Regions from separate parts of the Sus scrofa genome. Here regions 2, 3, 4 and 5 are each linked to region 1. A link is a contact called in public Hi-C, HiChIP or PLAC-seq and promoter capture Hi-C data. All regions are on one chromosome and are shown on one strand. The core of a region is the stretch at or near the end of the contact, and the rest is flanking DNA. Distances in the headings are between cores, read along the strand shown. Region 1 holds the start of SMNDC1 (survival motor neuron domain containing 1). Region 2 holds the start of SMC3 (structural maintenance of chromosomes protein 3). Region 3 has its middle 23 kb from the start of SMC3. Region 4 holds the start of DUSP5 (dual specificity protein phosphatase 5). Region 5 has its middle 54 kb from the start of MXI1.

Region 1 (4,195 bases), core at 493-2,992:
ATGTTTCAATCATTTTGATGTACACAAACTGAGGAAGCAATCCTACTCCTGGAAGCCATGTATGCCTATGTGCATACCCACATGTACATACAAGAAGTGTGTATGTGGAGAGAAACACTCCCTCCAAAGAGTGTTCTGGATACCTACAGATTCTAGGCAATAAATCATTTGTAAAACACAGAAATATTCTTTTCAAGCAACATAACCATAAGTGTCCCCTCTTACTTACCTGTAAATCTTTCTTTAATTTTAGCAAATCTTCATTTTCTCCATTTCCAGAGAGAGCAGCTTCAACTTGTTGGAGTTGAGCTTTGTAGCTTGCCAGCTGCTTTGCTAGATCCTCTGACATCTGGGGAAAATGAAAAGAGTAAGGCCATAAAAACAAAACCAAAAAACAAACCATAAAAAATAATTTTTCTCTGTCTGAATTAACCCTTACCAATTTTGCTCCCAACCCATTATAATTCATTGTAGCTTAATTTATCTGTGTTACCTTTACTTTCAGTTCAGAGAAAAGTTGTGAGCCAAACCACAAACTCCAAGGCAACAGACGCTCAAGATTATAAACATATCAGAAAAACTCCATATAGTAACAGAAAACAAAGGTAAGAGGGAAAAGGAGACTTTCTAATTTTCTTTAAACTCTTGTTAACAGGGAAGACACACAGGCTCAGTTAACAGGGTTGTTATATAGTCACCAAAAGAAAAGGGGGAAAAAGTACCAAACTGTTAAAAGAGGCGAGACTTTATTTTTTTGAGCGCTAAAAAATACTTCCCAAACCAAATATAAATGGCTTTTAGATTAACTACGCAATTAATTCTCTCCACAAGAGCTATCCAATTAATACGAGTGTGTTTAGAAACTCTTCTCCAGAGCAAAAATCTTTCATCCAGTCGCTTAAATATTGCTGATGGTTTTTCTTCAGTAAAAGAAACAGCACAGATATTTTCCTTAGGAATTCTAAAGAAACGTGTCGTTCACCAAATCCCGCTCGTTCTTCTGAAAATAAGATAGGAGAGAATTCTTTCCCGCTTTCTTAGCAAACACAACGGGTTTCCGAGGACCCGTCTGTCTCACAGTTCTCGTCCAACTACAGCCCAGAGTCTGGAAGGGCTCCAAAGAGGTTAGAGCGAGCCAGGCTGTTCTCCCTCAGTGACCAGTACCTCAAAGCCCGCCACAACTTGCTCTATTATTTCAGACCTCGAAATTCAAACAGCTTCCAGGGAAACCGAAACACGAACGGAGCGGAGGCCAGCGGAGCCGGAGCCCCACACCCGCAAACACGCTCCGCACCGAAGGGCCAGGGCGTCTCTAAGACGCCTCCCGCGCCCCTACCCCACCCATTGGGTGCCCAGGATTAGTCCAACCCGGTCCGAGGCCGTTCCGGGCTCAACTCTAGGTGGGAGAAGAGACCGCGCCCCTAACACTCTGGCTAGGACCCGGGCCCTCCAGCGCGGCTGGCTGCTGGGCCTCAGGCCTCCGCTTCAACTCGGGAGAGGCCGAGGCCCGACGAGGCCTCACTCGCTCCCTCGTCGGTTTGTTACCTTGTGTGGGGTTGGGGTCGGGGCAGTGGGAAGGGGTCGGGGCAAATGAGCCCAGTGGCGGTGGCGGCGAGAGTGGCAGCAGCAACAGCAGCAGGAAAAATCTCAGCAGCGACAAGCTGTCTCGGTCTGAAGAGGGAAGAAATCTACCGGCCGCGAAGAAGAGTGGACGAAAACTGGGCACTGGAAAGAGGAAAAGACAGAGGCGGGTGAAATCTCGCGAGTAGTTAAAAATCCTCGCGAGACGTCGCTCGATCACGTGATTCCTGGTACCCTCTAGACTGCCTGCATTTAATCAGGTTAGGGACGTGAAGTGGGCGGGGTTACTAAGGAAGGAAATGGCGTAACTATGATGCACAAGTTACCGGATGTACGTTCGTCTTGTCTCAGTTCTGGCTCAGTGAGGGGAGCTTTTGGATTGTTAATTTAGGGGTGGGTGCTGTCCGGCTTTTCCAGAGGTTCGCAGGGTGCTGGGTAGTGGGAGGAAAGGGGTTTAATGTAGCATTCATACTAGCGGTTGGTTCTCATGCAGTCGGGGTACCAGCCGCATCAGCATCGCCTGGTTTTTATTTTTTTACAATAATTTAAAATTTATTGCAAAAATTATTTATTACAGATTCTCAACCTCAGGCCTCTGAATCAGAAACTCAACTCTGAGGATAGGCTCAGCAACCTGTTTCATGGAGCCCTCCAAGTAATACCAAAGTCCGGGCAGGTTTGAGCTGTATATAATAATAAAAGTCTTGGAGTTCTCTTGTGGCGGCAGCGGGTTAAGGATCCCAAGGTTTCCGCGTTGTCAGTGCAGCGGCTTTCATTACCGTGGCTCGGGTTTGATCCCTGACTCAGCAACTTCCACATGGCTCTGGCAAAAAAAAAAAACAAACATAAAAGGTCTTTGTGGCTACAAAAGCGCTGATTAGGTTATGGCAGAACCCATTGGACAGGAGAATGGTTTATTTAAAACCCATTTGGGGAGTTCCCGTCGTGGCGCAGTGGTTAACAAATCCGACTAGGAACCATGAGAACCATGAGGTTGCGGGTTCGATCCCTGGCCTTGCTCAGGATCTGGGTTGCCGTGAGCTGTGGTGTAGGTCTGCTCGGATCCCGCGTTGCTGTGGCTCTGGTGTAGGCTGGAGACTACAGCTCCCATTCGACCCCTAGCCTGGGAACCTCCATATGCCGCGGGAAGCGGCCCTAGAAAAGGCAAAAAGACAATAAATTAATTAATTAATTAAAACCCATTTGGGGAATTCCACTGTGGCGCCCTGGGTTAAGCATCCAGCATTGCCACAGTGCTGTGACAGGTTGCTGCAGCTGCAGCTCAGATTTGATCCCTGGCCCAGGTATATTCCATATTCCAAGGGTGTGGCAGGAAAAAACCCAAACCTCTTTTGTTAGCCCTTACCTGGTTTTCATTACGTTATGTAGGTTAATATCGCCTGAAGGGGAACAAGTTATAATCTTGGGTGATAAGCAGAGTGGTGTGAATACTTCCATTTATGTTTAAAAAGAAATGTGCATCAAGTGTGTAATCTTATGTGCTGTTTATGGACTGATAAACAAACCTGGAGATTTGGAATGAAAGCAAAATGTTTTCACTGATTATGCTTTTTACTTTTTAATCCTCTTTTTTCATAGCATAAAAGTTTTTTCCAAATTAAAAAATATATATAGTTTAAAAAAGGGTAAAGGCCTGAGACACAGAGGCTATATGAATGCCAGGAGAGAATCTTCCCTGGAGGATTGGGGTCTTGCTAGAACTTTAAGAAAGTCCTCCTCTAATGTGGGCTAACTCTTCTGGATTGTGACAACATCTTGCTTCAGTGCCTTCTTGCCTTCTCTTTTCTTTTGTTTTCTTTTCTTTTCGAAGAGGTCTTAATGTGTTCTTCTCTATGTACACACTCATCCCTCATGTTGAGTCAGATAACTATAGAGAGAAAACCAGGACAGGTTTGTTATGATTGAGGTGATAGTCAACTTGCAAGAACTGAAAATGCTGGAGTTCCCATGGTAGTGTTAATGAACCCAACTAGTATCCATGAGGACTCAGGTTTAATCCCTGGCTTTGTTCAATGGGTTAAGGATCCAGTTTTGGCATGAGCTTTGGTGTAGATCACAGACGCAGCTTGGATCCCTAGTTGCTGTGGCTGTGGTGTAGCCTGACAGCTCTAAGCTCTGATTCGATCTCTAACCTGGGAACTTCCATATGGTGTGGACGCAGCCCTAAAAAGACAAAAACAACAACAAAAAAACCAAACCAAAAAAAAAAAACCTGCTGCAGAGGGCAGCAGTGTGTAGCTAGAATTAAGAGGGAAGACAAACCAGAGAGGATGTCCTCTCTGGTTTTTCCTTAATATAGTAGAAATCTGTTTAAAATATAATGTAGTTTTTGACAACTGCCGTTATTTTAATTGTGTATGTTTAAAAGCTAATGCCAGAAGGATCTTCCTTGAATATTAACTTTATAGTTGTACAAAAATTTCTCAAATAATAATAGATGCAAACTATTGCCTTTGGAATGGATAAGCAGTGAGATCCTGCTGTGTAACATGGGGAACTATGTCTAGTCACTTATGATGGAGAATGATAATGTGAAAAAAAAGAATGTATACATGTATGTGTAACTGGGTCACCATACTGTACAGTAGAAAAT
Region 2 (4,195 bases), core at 558-3,057, 230 kb after region 1:
TGAGATGTTCTGAGATTAAAAAACAAAAAAAAAACAACAAAAAAAAAACCCAAAAAACTACAGTACTCATTTGTTTGACTATGAGCAAGTAGGCATTGTGTAGTTTTCTGGTTTATGGTGTCAGTTTCATTTGGGAATGTCCCTTTGCCCCCAGATAGTGCATCACTTGGAGGAACTATTTCTCCCTGTGAAAGGACATCCACCTATTCTGTTAAATGCTTCCCACAAGAGAAGGATGCTGCCATGGTGATAGGAAGTGGGTGGGATGGGTTCCTGAAGACCCTAAATATCCCTGGGCATAAAGGAGCCAAGGCACTGAGATAAATACTTTGCTTTCCTGAACTTGATTGTACCCCCATGCCACAAAAGGAACTCAAGCAGCTGCAGTGACAATACCTGATCCTTAACCTGCTGTGCTGTAAGAGAACTCCTGAAACTTTTCATTAAATAATTACTGAGTACTTTCTAGGAATGAGTTACTAAAGAAACAGCAGAAACGAGATAAACCCTTTCTCTCTTGGATTTATATTGTAGTAGAGACAGAATAAATAATACAAGAATGTTAATTCTCAAATCACCTTTTATATTTTATTTTTATATATTAGTTTTCCACTAATCTTTATTTTTTTCTGCCTGTATAAGTTATATAAACCAATTGGATAAGATTCATTTAGTATGTCTAAATAAGTAAAACTCTCATCACTGTAAAGAACATCATAAATGTTTGGTCACCATGCTTTCATCTATATACCTCTATAATTTAGGTAAATAGAATAGCCTTATGCATTGTTTCTGCAATTCTAAACATGAAAATGGTTTTATCCTCATTTTATAGGTTAGTAAAGAAGACTTAAAACTTCAATATCAATGTGTCTATGATCCCAGAGTTAGAAATCAACAGTATAGAGATGCTAATCCAGTAAATAGGGCTGGAACTGCCCAAGGGCAGTGGGAGGGGTGGTGAGGAGGGACCAACTTGGTTGGCAAGTAACTTCACAGTGGCCCAATTTCTAATCAAATGGTTTTTTCCCTAGGATTGATATACATCAGCTACACCAACGGTTGCCACTGGCGCCTCTTAGCTTTCAGACTGTTAAAAAAAAAAAGCGGGGTTGGGGGGAACTTTTAATCTTATCTAAATCTTGTTGCTGCAGTTGTCCAATCTGCCTAGATTTATAGCAAATAAAGCAGTAACAGCTCCGGAGGTATTAACCATGACATTATTACAACTAATTTTCCAGCGCCAAGTTTACATGGGGCTGTCCTGCGAGTGGACAGTCTAGAGCCATTGAGAGCCGTTCTAAATTTATAAAAGTCCCCGAGTAAGAGAGAATAATGGAACAGCCGGAATTCAGCTCGCCGAACACCGTCCCGCCCCCGATCCTGCATTCAGCAGGTTTGGGGGAATGGCACGACCCGCGCGCGGCGTTGGTTGGGGGGGGACGGGAGTGGTGTCGTCCCATTTTTATACAGTCGGAGACCACGTGACCTCCGCCCCGCACCGCTACTGGCCCTCCGCCTCTAGCTCTCGGCTTTGGCGCCGAACCTTTCCCCCCTTCTGGCCGCAACCATTATCTCTGAGCTCGGAGGAAATACGGGCCAACCACACGATCGAGGCTTTTCTGAATGAAACTTCCGACAATTTCTCCAGAAAAGTTCAGCTAAAAATTGAGGGATCAAGTGAAATACACCTGAAGACATCGTAGAAGGTTCCTTTTGCCAAAAAGAAAGAACGGACCTAACCCTGATTCCCCCTACGCTCCGTGGGGGTCGCGAGGGTGGTTCCGTCCGAGGCGCGGACTCCGCCTCCGCGGGCGCCGCCATTTTGTTTGGCTGGAGGGGAGCGAGCGGCGCTCTGGGGGGAGGGGTCTCCTAGGCTCCTCACCAGACCCCGCGCCCTCGCTGTTGCTTTTTGCGGCGGAGGCCGTCTCCCCGGCTAGGAGCGCCCGGAACCATGTACATAAAGCAGGTGAGGTCTATGTGTCCCTCCTTTCCCCTGCCACGGGCTCGTGAGGACCGCTCTTTGAGGCGAGGATGTCGCGGCCTTTCACATCTCCCCGCAGGGTGGACGCGGGGCTGGACAGGGAGTGTGGGGGAGGGGAGAGGGCCGACCCACTAGCGCAGGGCCGCGGAGAAGTGGGGCTCCTCCCTGCAGCCCCGGCGGCCCTGCAGGGCGCTCGCCTGAGGGGGGCGGGCTCGGGGAGAGGGGTGGAGGGGCTGGCGGGGCTGTCTTGTTGGAGGCACTAGGTCTTCCCGGGTGGGCCGGGGCGGGAGAGGCCCGGGACGGGAAGAGGCTTCGTCCTGCTGCCCTGGGCAGCTCCGCGAGGGCGTTTAGTGTGTGGTGGTGGTGGTGGTGGTGGGGTCTCCCCAGTCCGGGGGCGCCTCTGGGGGTGTCAGCCTAACTGGGGGTTTGCTCCTCCCCGACTTAGCCAAGGAGTGAGAAGGCTCCTCCTTCCTGCACGGTGCGTAGTGCCTCCTCATTCCGTTGTTTACTTCTGTCAAAATGGTCTTCCCGCGCTGGAGTCCACCGCAAAGATGGACCCATTCACGCTCTGCGAGAAGTTTCTCTTGTCGGATGTGTTGGCCTCAGAGCAGCGGTTCCACGAAAGGGATGCTCATTCTGGCTGGGCCGGAGTGTGGCTGGCAGGGACGCCCAGAAAAGCTGGGGCCGGTCTGCAAGTTTGATGTGCTTTTACTACAGCCTTGTAATGCTTAGTGTTCCTACGGACCTTGGGCTTGATTTTGAGAATTTCCTAACAGGTTATTAATTATCGCTCCTAAAAAAGCAACATTGGCAGTGGTTACTGATTTTTTTTTTAAATCACCGTTTTTCCAAAATGAGTTTTTCTTCTCTGAAATGGAAACTTTATTATCTTGCATTAAATGAGAAACCAGGACGGAAAGGTGTGCAAAAAGGTGTTAGTTTAGAGATTATTCCTGGAGTTCCCGTGGTGACTCAGTGGTTAACTAATCCGACTAGGAACCATGAGGTTGCGGTTCGATCCCTGGCCTTGCTTAGTGGCTTAAGAATCTGGCGTCGCCGTGAGCTGTGAGCTGTGGTGTAGGTTGCAGACGCGGCACGGATCCTGCGTTGCTGTGGCTCTGGCTTGGGCCGGCAGCTACAGCTCCGATTCAACCCCTACCTAGCCTGGGAACCTCCATATGCCACGGGAGCAGCCCTAGGAATGGCAAAAAGACAATAAATAAATAAATAAATAAATAGAAGTTATTCCTTTTGGGGTGTGTTTTGATAAATCCCTTTTTTATTTATCAGGTTATTATCCAGGGATTTCGAAGTTACAGAGATCAAACAATTGTAGACCCCTTCAGTTCAAAACATAATGTTATTGGTAAGTGTTCATGGTTTTACTCGATCAGATTTCAATCTATACAGACATTTAAATTCTGTCTCTATTAGGCTACAGACGACCTGTCTTTGAATATTATGTACACTTATATGTATTTTTTCTCTGTGAAATTACTTTTCTGTCTTTGATTTGCACTGATGAAGTTGCTTTCTTTATACATTTAAAATATTGGATAAGGCAATCATAAATTGCTCATTTTTATTCGGTAGTCATGTTGTGTATTTGTGTGGGAAGATCATAAACTTTGGATCATAACAGAATGGGATTCAAATCCCAATGCTGCCATGTATTCCTCAAACTTCACTCCCTGAGGTGCTTCAGTTTTCTCATTTGTACAGTGGAGATAATGATACACATTTTGTAGGGCTGTTGGGAAAATTAAATGAGAAAGCAGTTGTGTGAGGATAAGTTAATCATGATTGCCTTGCAACGTAATATCTAATCCATAAATTCTTTGGATGATAATGTTCCATTTGGCTGATACAGACAGCAAAAATGTTTTGAAATGAGTGCTTGTAGGCCCCAGAAAAGCATAGAATGTGCTGTTGACAAAGACTTATGCTATGCAGTGTCCTCCTTAAAGAGTATGTTGGTATATTTGTCTGCTTAGTTTACCATAACAAAATATCAGAGACTAGGTGGCTTAAACCACAGGGATTAATTTTTTTACTTTTCTGGAGGCCCTACCCCTCACGCTAATAGGACCTTCTTTGAGCCTCTCCCTCTCATCCCCCCAAAAAGGCCCCATCCTCTTAACCTCACATTTACCTCCCAAAGGCCCCCATCTCCAAAAAGCTTCACATAGGGAGTTAGGGATGCAACATATG
Region 3 (4,195 bases), core at 1,133-3,632, 210 kb after region 1:
TGAATGACATGGCATCTGAAAGATGGAACAATTTTGTCTACCTTCTTGGAGAATTAACTGATATCACATACGAAAAATGGTTGGCAATAGCAAGGACCCAGTGAGCTGTGGATGATAGAGAAGGAGGCAGGGAGGGGAGAGAAAGAGCAAAAAGGGCTGTGAAGCAGGAGACCTGAGTTCTAGGCACAGCTGTGCCTCTGGTTAGTAATGTGATACTTTGGGTACATCATTGCCCCTCTTGACACCTCAGATTTCTTTTCTTTAAAATGGATTTTCAGGAGTTCCGTCATGGCTCAGTGGTTAATGAACCTGACTAGGAACCATGAAGTTGCAGGTTCGGTCCCTGGCCTTGCTCAATGGCTTAAGGATCCGGCGTGGCCATGAGCTGTGGTGTAGATGCAGATGCAGCTCAGATCTGACATTGCTGTGGCTTTGGTGTTGCTGTGGCTCTGGTGTAGGCTGGTGGCTATAGCTCCTATTGGACCCCTAGCCTGGGAACCTCCACATGCCATGGGTGTGGCCCTAGAAAAGATAGAAAGACAAAATAAAATAAAATAAAATGCATTTTCAGGCATTCCCACTGTGGTTCAGCAGAAACGAATCTGACTAGCATCCATGAGGACACTATTCAATCCCTGTCCTCACTCAGTGGGTTAAGGATCTGGCATTGCGTGAGCTGTGGTGTAGGTCACAGGCTTGGTTTCAGATCTGGTGTTGCTATGGCTGTGGTATAGGCTGGGAGCTACAGCTCTGATTCAACCCCTAGCCTACTGCAAATGCAGCCCTAAAAACAAACACACAAACGAATAAAGCAAACCTATACACATCATATTCAAACTGCTAAGAGCAAAAGATCTGAAAAATACAGAGCACCTACTGAGTGCTAGGTGCAAGTTTAAGCACTGAAATAAAATAATGAACAAGATAGTTTTAGTCCTACTTCTAGCCAATACATTTTTTAATACATTGTTTTATTTTTTGCTTTTTTAAGGGCCACACTTTCAGCATATGGAAGTTCCCAGGCTAGGGGTCCATTCAGAGCCAAAATCACAGCAACACGGATCCAGGTCACATCTGCAACCTACACCACAGCTCACGGCAATGCCAGATCCTTAACCCACTGAGCAAGGCCAGGGATAGAACCCAAATTCTCATGGATCCCAGTCGGGTTCACTACCTGAACCATAATGGGAACTCCTAGCCAATACATTTTTTAAACCAAAAAAATACTTTGTTTTTGGTTTTGTTGAAGTGTAGTTGATTTACAATGTTGTGTTAGTTCTGATGTACAACAAACTGATTCAGTTTTATGTATATATGTTATGTGTATATATTTCCATTCACGTTGCTGCAAATGGCACTATTCCCTTTTCTCCACTCCCTCTCCAACATTTATGTTTTTATTTATTTTTTAACTAAAGTTTATGCTTTATTCAGATTTCCTTAATTTTAACCTAATATCTTTTTTCTTTTTTTTTCTTTTTTTAACCATTTTAAAATTGAGGAAGGAGTTCCCCTTGTGGCACAGCGGAAACGAATCTGATTAGAAACCATGAGGTGGGTTCAACCTTGACCTTGCTCAGTGAGTTAAGGATCCTTGGCCTTGCCGTGAGCTATGGTGTAGGTTGCAGACACGGCTCAGATCTGGCATTGCTGAGGCTGTGGCGTATGCCAGCAGCACAGCTCCAATTAGACCCATAACCTGGGAACCTCCATATGCCATGAGTGTGGCCCTAAAAAGACAAAAATAAAATAAAAATAAAACGGATTTTCAGACTAAGATTTCCACCTCTGAGAGTCTCTGGTTATAGCGAATACAAAATAATAACAGCTCTTATTACAAACCTACCTTATACCAATCTCTTTTCTAAGTGGTAAACATAACATCTCATTTATTTTCACAACAAAGCTGTTAGTGGATTCCACTATCATTCCCATCATAGTAAGGAAATCAAGGCATGGAAAAGTAAAATAACTATCCAAGTGGTAGCCCTAGTAAATAGAATCTCCAGCTCCAGGAAGGCAGAGAGATGCTGCCTCCTCGGAGCTGCCCCCTCTACAGAGAAGCATCTTCCCATATGGCTGGGATCCGTGTTGGCCATGGCTCCATGGAGACACCAGTGCTTCAGGAGCCTGCTCTCCTTCCTGGTTTCACTGCCCAGTTTCTGTGGCACCACCAGCCCATAACTTAAACATTCCCCCCGCCCACCCAGGCCCCCACCTCAGTACAGTGACTTTCCCCCAAAGCTGTGTCACTCTCAACAGATGACACTCAGGAAAAAAGTTCTGTGGTTGAATCACAGTGACCACTTCCTGTATCATTCAGGGTCCCCTGTGCTCCAGAGCCCTCACTCTGCCATGCCCTGTTTAGTAATGAGCCATGATATGTATGACCCCTGGGCTGCCAGGGAGGCTTAGTCACCCCTTCCTTTGCCCTCATCCTACCAGGCTAAGAGGCACCAGCTTTCAACCTCAGCCCCGTCCAACAACCCTGCTAAGGAGAGCCTGGTGGGAGACCCTGGTTGTCCTGGGACTGGGTAAGGAGACAAAAGGATGACGATCCCAACCCCCCTAGACTGGTGATGTAAGGCTGATGGGGACAGGTAGGCGGATGTTCAAGCCTCAGCCGTGAAGTAAGGAGTAGTCACTGACCTTGTGGGCGCCTCGCGGGCACCCACTCAGAAGAGACTGCCATCTCCAAACATAGGAGTCAGGGCTCTGAGTGGAAAGACAAACACAGATGGGGTTGTGTGACTTGGGGGAAACCCCAGCTCTCTCCCAGTTGCTCAGAAAGGGCTTCCTGGAGGTTGACAAACTTCAGCGAACGTTGAATGTGAGAGCAGGAGTCATCAGCTACTTGCAGGGCTGTCTGGAGGGGGACGCTTCCTCTGGGTAAACGCAAAGAGCAGAATCTAGAAACATTGTTTACCACCTGTAGAATCTTAAACCTCTAGAGATGCTATTTCTTGCCCACCCTCCCCCAATGGGTAACCCAACATAAAACACTCTAATTTCTAAAAACAAAGGTAAGGAAGTCCAATCAAGTCTGATTTTTCTTATGATATGACCACACTTTGATGCTTTCTTTCCTTGTCTTTTTTAATAGTATCAAATATCAATATCCTTTGAATTTTTTTTTTTTATGGCTTCAGATGCCTCCACTTTGCTGATCTCATCAGCCTTGTTTGGTTGGCCTGTTGGACGATCTTGCACTGGGAACAGAGGATGGGTGTCCCTGAGTCACATGTCTTGTCTAATATGGGGAGATATTTCTAGCCATTGTGTTATGTGACCACTGAGTGGGCTGCCCCGGGAAGAAGTGCCTGGTCCTTGGTGTGTTCCCAACCCTACCGAGGTCAGAAGTTTCCATGATGAGGATGGGATGTGTGGGAGGGGGAGTCTGAGAGTCACCTTCTAAAGTCCCTTCCGGTTCAGGGATGCTAGGCTGGGAATTCTCAGCACTTCGAAAGGAAAATGTTCATGAGGCCTGTTCCGCACTAGAGCCTCTTGGGTCCTGATGGGAACTTTGAGGAGAAGAATTTCCCTTTGCACAGGGAAGGCCTTGGCTGGAGGCTTTGCGACAACCAGCCACTGCCACAAGATGGCGCCAGTGGTGACCAGGTGGGACTAAGGGGTGTCTGGGCCACCAATCCAAGTAGCCTCTGCTTTATAAGAGCTCCCTGAAGGTCACAACTGCCTTATGGTCCTTGTATGCCTGGTACTGGTCCCCAGTTAAATTAAGTGAATGAATAGTGTTAGGAGAAATGAGAAAGCATTATTTTTTAAGGCAGTACACAAATGCACATTCTATGGACAATAAATAAAATGCCTTCTGATTGTTTAGTGACCCTCCAAACGGATACACACACACACACACACACACACACACACACACACACACAAACCAAAAAACAAAAAAACAAAAAACTGGTCATGGTGTTTGTCCCTGGAAGGGGAGACCAAAGGACTAGGTCTGGGGGAGGGAGGGAGACTTTAGTCACTTAATGTCATTTTATCATGTGCATTTCTTAGTTACTTAAATTAACATTAAAAAGTTGGGTTAAAGAGTTTCCAAAGTTTCAGCAACCACAGCAGGCAAAATATGAGGTGGAACGGAAGTACTGGATGTTGCTGGTGCCTGATACTCCCCCGAAGGGGCTCTCCACCTTTTACTCAGCTTTATTGACTTCCGATT
Region 4 (4,195 bases), core at 501-3,000, 170 kb after region 1:
TTTTTTCTCATTTACCTCCAGCAGTTTTCTCTGCCTGGAATGCCCTCCACCCTCCCCCTCCATGGCTTGGCTCACCTCAATTCATTCTTTTAAGTTCACCTCAGCTTCCTCTGCTCTGGGAGGTCTTCTCCAGGGCGCCATTCCAGCCCCACCTTGCAGACCGTGGATGTTCTTCTGCACTGACCACAGGATCTTAAAGTGGCCTGTGACTAGTCTAAGCCTCCTCTCTGAGCAGGGGGCAGCTGGAGAGAGTGAGCCTGCTTACTTTAGTTTCTAGCAACCAATACAGAGCCTGGCCATGTGGGTGCTCCATGTGTGTGGAGGTTGGTCTTAGGTTGAAATGTCAGGGGGTGGATGGTTCTGGTGACACTGGAGGAGGAGCAGAATGCAGGGAAGGCTGGCACGGATAATCCCCAAAAGAAAGAAAACCCTTGCTCTGCCTACAACACATATTAATTAAGATGCCACTGACAGAGCAAGGACAGCACCTCTTAACAGAGGGCAGCTGAGACCCAGAGGCAATAGCTGGCTATCTGTGCCTGGTTTGATTGCATTTGATTTCAGAATTTGATTTCTGCTTCCTCCTAAAAACCTCATTCCCTCTGTTGGTAGTAAACAAGCCCCTCCTGGTGTTTCCATCAGGCAGCCTCCTTCCTCATCACACTCACGACAAAATGGTTGGTCCTGATTTTGGGATAGAAGCTTGTTTCCCTCATGCATGTCCCTGCAGCTGGTAGGGCACAAAGCTGACCCTCACTAAATACTTGCTGAATGGGTGAATCACGTCCAGTTCCCCAAGATTGGGGATGGGAAGCCTGAACTGCTGGGGACTGGTGGGGTCAGACAGCCTGAGATTATACTTGATCCACAGATAATCCCTCAAATCCAGAAGCCACCTGGACAGTTGGCTGTGCTGAGCTCCATCAACAGCGCATGTTGATGCTGCAGCTGAACTCAGGACGGATTTTCTGGGAGGCAGAGAAGAGTTTCTCAAAAACAATTATTCTAATTATTATTGGGAGTGTGACAAAGGACCATCAATCCTTTGAGGGCAGAATCCATTTGGGGAGATTAATTTTTGGCTCTTCTCTCTCCATTTTTACTTCTAGGTACTTTTCTTATGGGAAATTTCAAAATATAAAGGAAAGTAGAGTAAACAATATAATGAATCCCCAGGTACCCATCACCAAGCTTCAATGATTACCAAAACAAGCCCAATCTTCAGTCATCAATAGCCCAGCCCTTGGAGCAAATTCCACCATCATCTCATTTCCCGCGTAAAGACCCGTAAGGATCGAAATCTACTTCTGACTCATCTGGGGGCACTAGCCGAGGGCTCCCCTTGCTCTCCCTACAGCAGTGCCTGGCATGGCCCCCAGCAGGTTCTGAACCTACGTCTATGAAACTCAAAGCCCGCTGGTGCGGCGCCGGCTCTGCCTCCTCCGCTTCCTCCTCTTCCCGCACAGCGTGGGTCACCTCGGCCTCGTGGCGTTCCTGACACCCCACCGTCAGTCCCCGGTGATGCGCGAGTGAGTGTCTCCGCGCAACGCCACAGAGAGCACAGGAGGCGCCTTCCACTTCCTCTTTCTCCGGCTGACTAACGCTTGGCGACCGCCCCGCGCGTCCCGCTCCCTGGGGGCGTGGCCACAGCCCGAAGGGGCGGGGAAATACCCATATTTGGCCTTATATGGGCAGCCACGTCATAGGCCACACACCCATTCGCTTAAAACCCAGCGCCGCCGGCGGAATCCCCGGCTTCTGGGGCGGCGAGTGGCCGGGCCGGGCGCCGAGCGTAGGGGGCGGGAAAGAAGAGTTGAGCTGCCGCTCCGGCGCCGGGCTCGGTCGGCCGGCCGCAGCCCCGCGGGTTGCCCTCCCGGGCCTCGCTGGCCGGCATCCTGGCCGTCGGCACCTGCGGGGTGCCCGGCGCGCGGCCGCTGGGCGGCGGCATGAAGGTCACGTCGCTCGACGGGCGCCAGCTGCGCAAGATGCTCCGCAAGGAGGCGGCGGCGCGCTGTGTGGTGCTCGACTGCCGGCCCTACCTGGCCTTCGCCGCCTCCAGCGTGCGCGGCTCGCTCAACGTCAACCTCAACTCGGTGGTGCTGCGGAGGGCCCGCGGCGGTGCGGTGTCGGCGCGCTACGTATTGCCCGACGAGGCGGCGCGCGCGCGGCTGCTGCAAGAGGGTGGCGGCGGCGTGGCGGCCGTAGTCGTGCTGGACCAGGGCAGCCGCCACTGGCAGAAGCTGCGCGAAGAGAGTGCCGCGCGCGTCGTGCTCACCTCGCTGCTCGCCTGCCTCCCCGCCGGCCCGCGAGTCTACTTCCTCAAAGGTGAGTGAGCCAGGGCCGCGGATCCCCCGTCACTCTACCTGACTCCTCGCCGGGACGGCCCCGGACTCTGAAGTCGCCTTCTGGCGCCGGCCGCCCTCCTCCACCCTGGAACCCGGGAAGTTCTCCACTGGCGGGAGTCTGCACCCTGGGGCTTGACGTGCTCCGGGGAGGGCACCGCCAATGTCAGCGCTCACGGCTTTCCCCTCCCCACCCGCGTTCCTCGAAAGCGCCTGACGGTCTGCCCGCCGGGGAAGATGGGGTCGCTTACGCAGCTGGGGGCCCGCTGGCTTGTGCTGGGCAGTGGCCCCGTTTCCTGGCGCGGGCTTACCCGCTCTCGCTGGGGCCTATGCTCCGGAGCCGTCCTAATGGACGGACCTGGCGGAATCCGCAGGTCGGGACCACCCCCTCCCCCAGGAGCGTGGCGCCGCGGTGTCCCCTTTCCTCCCTCCTGGACAATTAACCTACGTTAGGCTGTGTCTTCATCGACCCTCTTGCCTTTTGACCCTGGCAGTCCCTCCCCTTCCTTTCCATTTCATTTTATTGCTTTTTATTGTCCCTCAGCTTCCCCTTCTCGCCTCCAGGCTTTTCTCTAGCTCAGTTTGGAGCTGACAGCCTTCCCATCTCTTCCACCTTCTCGTCCCCTTCCTAGACGGGTCGTGGCCCAACCCAGCGACCCTAACGCTGTCTGCCAGCGCGGGGGAGGCTGGCCCAGCGAGCCAGGACCTAGGAGAGGTGCCACAGGGTGGTTGCGAAGGGGGTTGTGTCGCCTTTTATTTGAAACTCTCAAAAGCTGTGTCACCAGTCTGCCCATTACACCTTCTGGGGGCAATGGCTTCGGTGGTGAGTGGGTAATTTACTCTCAAACTCCAGAGCATGGATTTCTGGATCACTTGGTATGACTGCTGCCGCCTGTTTTTGAGTCCTTTGGAACCTCAGATGTATGGAAGGCTTAGCTTGTAGGGCAGAGATGAGGACTTAGCCCAGGCCGTTCTCCAAGGCCCAGCCTTGAGATGTAATTCCTCAAGGGGGCACCTTGAAATGTAGCATTGATATGGTTCTGAACTCAGGTGCAGTGAGCTGAGAGAGGGAGGGCGCTATTTTAAAACAATGCAACTTGGGCAATTTTACACACTCCAGGCCGGAAGATTCAGAGGCACAGGGGCAGCTCCCAACTCTATTAGCACCTCTTGCAGACTGTCCCCTGTTGCTTCCTCTTAGGGAAACAACAGGGTCAGAAGATGATAATCTTCCTCCCCTAGCCAACCACAGCCCCCAGGAGATGGAGCATGCCCTCCAAGCTCTGCAGAGGTTTCGTACACATGGCCCCTGACTTCTTTGTCTTCCTGATGTGCTTTTTCGTCTCCTGTTCTTAGAAGTGAGTCCAAGAAAAGCTTCTGCCTCTCCAGTAGCATGAAAGATATGTTCCAGGAAGCCACTCCTGGTGCTACCTCTGCTCCCCACCTCTCTCCAGGGGCTAGCAGTCTGGAAGTCATTGCCACAGGAAGTAGCCAGCTTTGTAGACTCACATCTCAGGAAAATTAATGTTTAAAAGATTTTTTTTAAATGAAAGTAACATAGATTGCAAAGACTGTACAATGAAAAGTGAATCTTTTGCATACCCTAGAACCCAGTTCCACTCCCCAGAGACAACTGTCAACTATTTCTTGTTCATCTTTAGATAAATTTTCCATGAGTATCTTTTAAAAATAGAAAGATCGATCTCCTATGTTTCCTGTTCCTGCCTCCTTTACTAAACTATTAACTAGATCATAGAGATTTGCCCATATCAGAGCATACATGCCCGATTCACTTCTTAAGCCCATCTCCTGGTGATAGCCAATAGGTTGCTTCCAGCCTTACTATTTGAAGC
Region 5 (4,195 bases), core at 760-3,259, 150 kb before region 1:
GTGAAGGTTATTGATTAAGCTAGCTTTTGTTTTATTCTCACAAACGACTTTAGTTTTTGTCATTTCCCAGAGCCAGCCTTGACCTTGCTTATAAAAGTTTCTTTTTTTTTTAATTCCTTATTTTCAGTCCCAAGTAACTCCCATCATTAGACAAAATACTATTTACTTGCTAAAGTCCACCTTAAAACAATAGCATTGATTTTTATTAGTCCAATTTGGACATTCACTGAAGAATATTAAATTTCTAAGAAGTCATTCTAAAACTTTTAAACATGCTTTTGAAATAACAACATGTAGTACAAAATCTTATAGACAAGATTTTTCTTCATTGTTTTTAAACTTATATTAGACTGTCCCTCGGAAGGCCAGTAAGCGTGTGAACCCTTGGGAAAGACCCAATTTGGAGTGTTAATTATTGGCCTTTTTAGGCCAAAGAATGTCCTATCAGGGTGATATTTAGACTTGAGATTTTTCAAGGAAAACTTGGATTTCCCAAAGCAGTAATATCCTAGCAGGTGGGGGTGGAAATGAGAAAGTGGTATGGTGATAAACTGCAGGAGTTAAGAGGTAGACTGGTCTGTGGATTTCCCACTGGTCCTCTTGACTTAAATGGTATTTTCAGGGGGAGGGGGAAGCTGGTAGTGACAGCCCCAGCCTGGACCTGAAGCTGCAGTGCTGCTAGATGCTTTTCAATGATTTGCTGGACTAGCGTATGTTCTTACTTAATGTAAGGGCACTTTCTTAAGTGGGATCTAAACTAATTGTTTTTTCCAAAAACAATAGCTTCTGCAGATTCTTATTGAGCAGGAGCTATGGAGGAAGTCGTTGCTGCACTCTATAACCCACCTCTTTCCTGTTGAGTAATGCTCTAGAGGCTGGATTTCAGTGGTGACTGGCTTGGTAGACTTTGACTTCAGAGTAGATGATCTCCTCGGTTTTACGAGAGAAAGTGTAGGTAGAGTCAACTTGCTGGCAGGCATAGACGTTCTCTTCCAAAGGTGTTTACTGGACTAACAAGTTAAGGTTAAACATTACTTCCTATCTGATTTCTATTTTAGAAACATTGGCTTCAATTGTTTCAACTGAAGTAAAGGTCATTTGAGGCTATTAAGACAACCAAAAATATATTCCAAATATTATCTACCCAGCCACGGTGCTGGGAGGGGGAGAGGGAGGGTGAGGCTTCCACTGCATCTGGGTGTTTGGGCGTGTTAAGCCCTTTAAAACGTGTTGTGTGGCAATTGAGATGCTTCCTTTTAGAAATGTCTTTTAAGCAGGAGTTCCCATTGTGGCGCAGTGGAAACAATCCAGCTAGCATCCGTGAGGATTCAGGTTCAATCCCTGGCCTTGCTCAGTGGGTCAGGGATCTGGCATTGCCCTGAGCTATGGTGTAGGCCATAGAGCGGCTTGGATCTCACATTGCTAAGGCTATAACATAAGCCAGCAGCTGTAGCTCCAGTTCGACCCCTAGCCTGGGAACTTCCATATGCCTCGGGTGGGGCCCTAAAAAGCAAAGAAAAAAGAAAGAAAGATCTTTTAAGCAATATTTTTATTTTAGGACCGTATATGCGAAATGATCTTATATAGGTATGTATGGTCTATACCTCCATTTTACCTTTAGGTTAATCTTGAGCAAGAGTACATGAACATACACTTGCTAAAGTCAAGCTGAGCATGGCTCAATTAACTGCAGAAGAACAGGGCAGACTGGGTGGGGCAAGCTCTGGAATTCTACTCACTCACTGAGCAAAGTCAGGCATTGGGGCAATAGCTTGAGCTGAAGCAGCTCATAGGAAGCCCAGCCCAGCCCACCAGGTAAAGCATAGAGGATGTGGCAATCGACCCAAAGCACAGTGTGGTACTGTGATCTGCATCGGGGAAAGTGTAAGTGCCCATCAGGAATCTGGGGCAGGATAGCAGGACTGCAAGAGTCTTGTATGTAGCACATGGACCAGCCCCAGCGCCAGGGTAAGCTTCAAGAGCAGCGCTTCCTCCACTTCCTGTGGGGCAATGGCAAGATCAGGGCAGGGCCTCAGGCTTTCAGGGCCTGAGTCTAGTTCTTCAGCACAGGAACTCAGACGTCAGGAGAATGACACGTGGATCCTGTTGTCAGAGGACCGCTCAGGATCCCAGGAACAAAAGCGCTGCATGGAGCCAAGACACAAGGTCACGACTGGCCCAGAGACAGGCATGGCTTGATGCTGAGTGAGTCTCAGAACCTGGAACTGAAGCCACCTTAGGTCCTCCTGTCTCATCAGGACTAGTCCTAGAGTCTACAGCCAGGTGAGGGGGTCAAGTCCCCCAGCTGATGGAGAAGGGGCCTGGCCTGACTCTCACAATGGAAGCAGCCCCATGTGACAACAGACTCAGAAGGTAGCCAGAATGGGTAATTAGAATTCCACACCAGAACCTACCTGGGAGGACAAGGGACAGCCACCAAAGCACTAGCTGCAAAAATGCCCATATGTTCCTTGGGAACTAATTTTCTCAAACTGAAAGTACAGTTTTCCCATTTAAAAATTAGCTATAGTGACAAGTCTGGCCTCCCCTACTAGGAGTCACTATAAGAAGCTCCTCAAGAGTACCAGTTGGAGGGAGTTCACTTCATGGCTCAGTGGTTAAGGAACCCAACTAGCATCCATGAGGACATGGGTTAGATCCCTGGTCTCCCTCAGTGGGTTAAGGATCTGGTGTTACTGGGAGCTGTGGTATAGGTCACAGACGTGGCTCTGACCTGGCATTGCTGTGGCTGTGGTGTAGTCTGGCAGCTGCAGCTCCAATTACACCCCTAGCCTGGGAACCTCCATCTGCCGCAAGTCCTAAAAAAAAAAAAAGAGTACCAATTGGATAGAAGGGAATCACAGAGTGGCCTGTGTTCCCCCTTCTTCCTACCAGAGTAAAAGAGGCTATGATTTATTTATTTTTTTTTTTTTCTTTTTAGGGCCGCACCTGTAGCGTGTGGAAGTTCCCAAGCGAGGGGTCACATTAGAGCTGCAGCTGCCAGCCTATGCCACAGCCACAGCAACGCCAGATCCGACCCACGTCTTCGACCTACACCACAGCTCACAGTAATGCCCAATCCTTAACCCACTGAGCAAGGACAGGGAATCAAACCCACATTCTCATGGATACTAGTCAGATTCATCTCTGCAGAGCCACCACGGGAACTCCAAGGCTATGATTTTAAACTAGCAGAACAGCTTTGATTCTACATGGTACTTCCTCTAGACCTGGTTGTGGTAATGGCCTTTTGCCCGTGAGTCAGAAGACCTCTCATTCATCTTTCGACACTTGCTGGCAGAATGAGTTCTCTGTCCACTCCTCCAGCCTCAGGCCCTTACCTGTCAGAGCTCAGATCTGTCATCATCAGCTCTTTGATGATGATTCTGTCCTCTACTCCAGTCTTGTCTGTAGAACCCAGTTCCTACTCCCTGGCAAACAGAACCCCTTTACACCCATCTCCCTCAACTTGCATACCCGGCAGAGGGCTTGCGCCCTCTCGGGTGACTTCCTAGCTCTCCAGGCATCCTCCATCTGGCCCCACTGATGAAGGATGTTAATCTCATCAAAATGACTTCCTTCTTTGCTGAACTCCAGTGGTAAAGTTTTAGAGAAGTTTCCCAAGGTGACAAAAGCTGGGGTTGAAACCTAGGTAATCCAACCTGAGAGAGTATACCTTTTTTTTTTTTTTTTTTTTTTTTTTTTTTTTTTTTTTATCTTTTTAAGGCCATGCATGTGGCACATGGAGATTCCCAGGCTAGCTCGAATCAGAGCTGCAGCTACCGGCCTACGCCAGAGCCACCGCAATCAGGACCCGAGCTGCATCTGCAACCTACACCACAGCTCTCGGCAATGTTGGATCCTTAACCCACTGAGCAAGGACAGGAATCAAACCTGCGTCCTCGTGGATACTAGTCAGATTCATTTCTTCTGAGCCACAATTGGAACTCTGAGAACTTATACTTCTGTCTTTGAGTCCCAAGGATAATTGCTAATCTTATTCATCATCATTGACATGGATCTCTGGGGACAGCAGACATCAATTAAATAACCTATTACATTGTACTAGGTTCATGTTATCTTTCCCTCTCAGTCTCTTTGGCACTAGAATACTCTAGCTATGGCACATGATACATTCCATATTATTTAATTAAAGAATTATACAAATAATACCCTGAAATTTCCATGTTTGAAA

What was found. Promoter capture Hi-C pulls out the DNA fragments that hold promoters and counts their contacts. A called contact is a pair of places that touch in the nucleus more often than the background predicts. HiChIP or PLAC-seq counts read pairs in DNA pulled down with a chosen protein or histone mark.
Region 2: a contact with region 1 is called in an H3K27ac HiChIP or PLAC-seq map of alveolar macrophages. The contact joins the promoter of SMC3 here to the promoter of SMNDC1 in region 1. A contact is called at or near these places in 4 of 5 promoter capture datasets (fetal liver, fetal skeletal muscle and liver), 28 of 47 Hi-C or Micro-C datasets (adipocytes, adipose tissue, alveolar macrophages and 15 more) and 2 of 2 datasets of contacts at active chromatin or transcription factors (alveolar macrophages and skeletal muscle).
Region 3: a Hi-C map of retroperitoneal adipose tissue shows a contact between it and region 1, with 2.6 times the contacts expected there. The contact joins the enhancer-like site here to the promoter of SMNDC1 in region 1. A contact is called at or near these places in 3 of 5 promoter capture datasets (fetal liver, fetal skeletal muscle and liver), 31 of 47 Hi-C or Micro-C datasets (adipose tissue, alveolar macrophages, blood and 18 more) and 2 of 2 datasets of contacts at active chromatin or transcription factors (alveolar macrophages and skeletal muscle).
Region 4: a contact with region 1 is called in a Hi-C map of skeletal muscle, with 1.9 times the contacts expected there. The contact joins the promoter of DUSP5 here to the promoter of SMNDC1 in region 1. A contact is called at or near these places in 2 of 5 promoter capture datasets (fetal liver and liver), 7 of 47 Hi-C or Micro-C datasets (alveolar macrophages, fetal heart ventricle, heart right ventricle and 3 more) and 2 of 2 datasets of contacts at active chromatin or transcription factors (alveolar macrophages and skeletal muscle).
Region 5: a contact with region 1 is called in a promoter capture Hi-C map of fetal liver, with 6 times the contacts expected there. The contact joins the enhancer-like site here to the promoter of SMNDC1 in region 1. A contact is called at or near these places in 2 of 5 promoter capture datasets (fetal liver and liver), 5 of 47 Hi-C or Micro-C datasets (adipocytes, embryonic fibroblasts, heart right ventricle and 2 more) and 1 of 2 datasets of contacts at active chromatin or transcription factors (alveolar macrophages).

The regions. Positions count from the first base shown.
Region 1 is chr14:120,737,931-120,742,125 of Sscrofa11.1, forward strand. SMNDC1 (survival motor neuron domain containing 1) reads right to left here and starts at 1,743. Exons shown (of 6, transcript NM_001166309.1): 1 at 1,546-1,743; 2 at 230-349. The coding sequence starts at 349. LOC102164743 (a long non-coding RNA gene) reads left to right here and starts at 1,832. Exons shown (of 4, transcript XR_002338635.1): 1 at 1,832-1,912; 2 at 2,159-2,257.
Region 2 is chr14:120,967,822-120,972,016 of Sscrofa11.1, forward strand. SMC3 (structural maintenance of chromosomes protein 3) reads left to right here and starts at 1,808. Exons shown (of 29, transcript XM_005671452.3): 1 at 1,808-1,969; 2 at 3,275-3,350. The coding sequence starts at 1,955.
Region 3 is chr14:120,944,034-120,948,228 of Sscrofa11.1, forward strand. No RefSeq gene overlaps it. Among named protein-coding and RNA genes, the nearest start is that of SMC3, 23 kb to the right of the region's middle. Within about 2 kb of position 2,383, at least 11 of the 83 cell types and tissues checked have an H3K27ac peak or open chromatin away from gene starts, as enhancers often do. A contact at or near this core is called in alveolar macrophages and retroperitoneal adipose tissue, where this site is marked.
Region 4 is chr14:120,904,590-120,908,784 of Sscrofa11.1, forward strand. DUSP5 (dual specificity protein phosphatase 5) reads left to right here and starts at 1,751. Exons shown (of 4, transcript XM_003359366.4): 1 at 1,751-2,325. The coding sequence starts at 1,947. It overlaps LOC110256730 (a long non-coding RNA gene), which reads right to left and starts at 1,677. Exons shown (of 4, transcript XR_002338641.1): 1 at 1-1,677.
Region 5 is chr14:120,587,117-120,591,311 of Sscrofa11.1, forward strand. No RefSeq gene overlaps it. Among named protein-coding and RNA genes, the nearest start is that of MXI1, 54 kb to the right of the region's middle. Within about 2 kb of position 2,010, at least 9 of the 83 cell types and tissues checked have an H3K27ac peak or open chromatin away from gene starts, as enhancers often do. A contact at or near this core is called in alveolar macrophages and fetal liver, where this site is marked.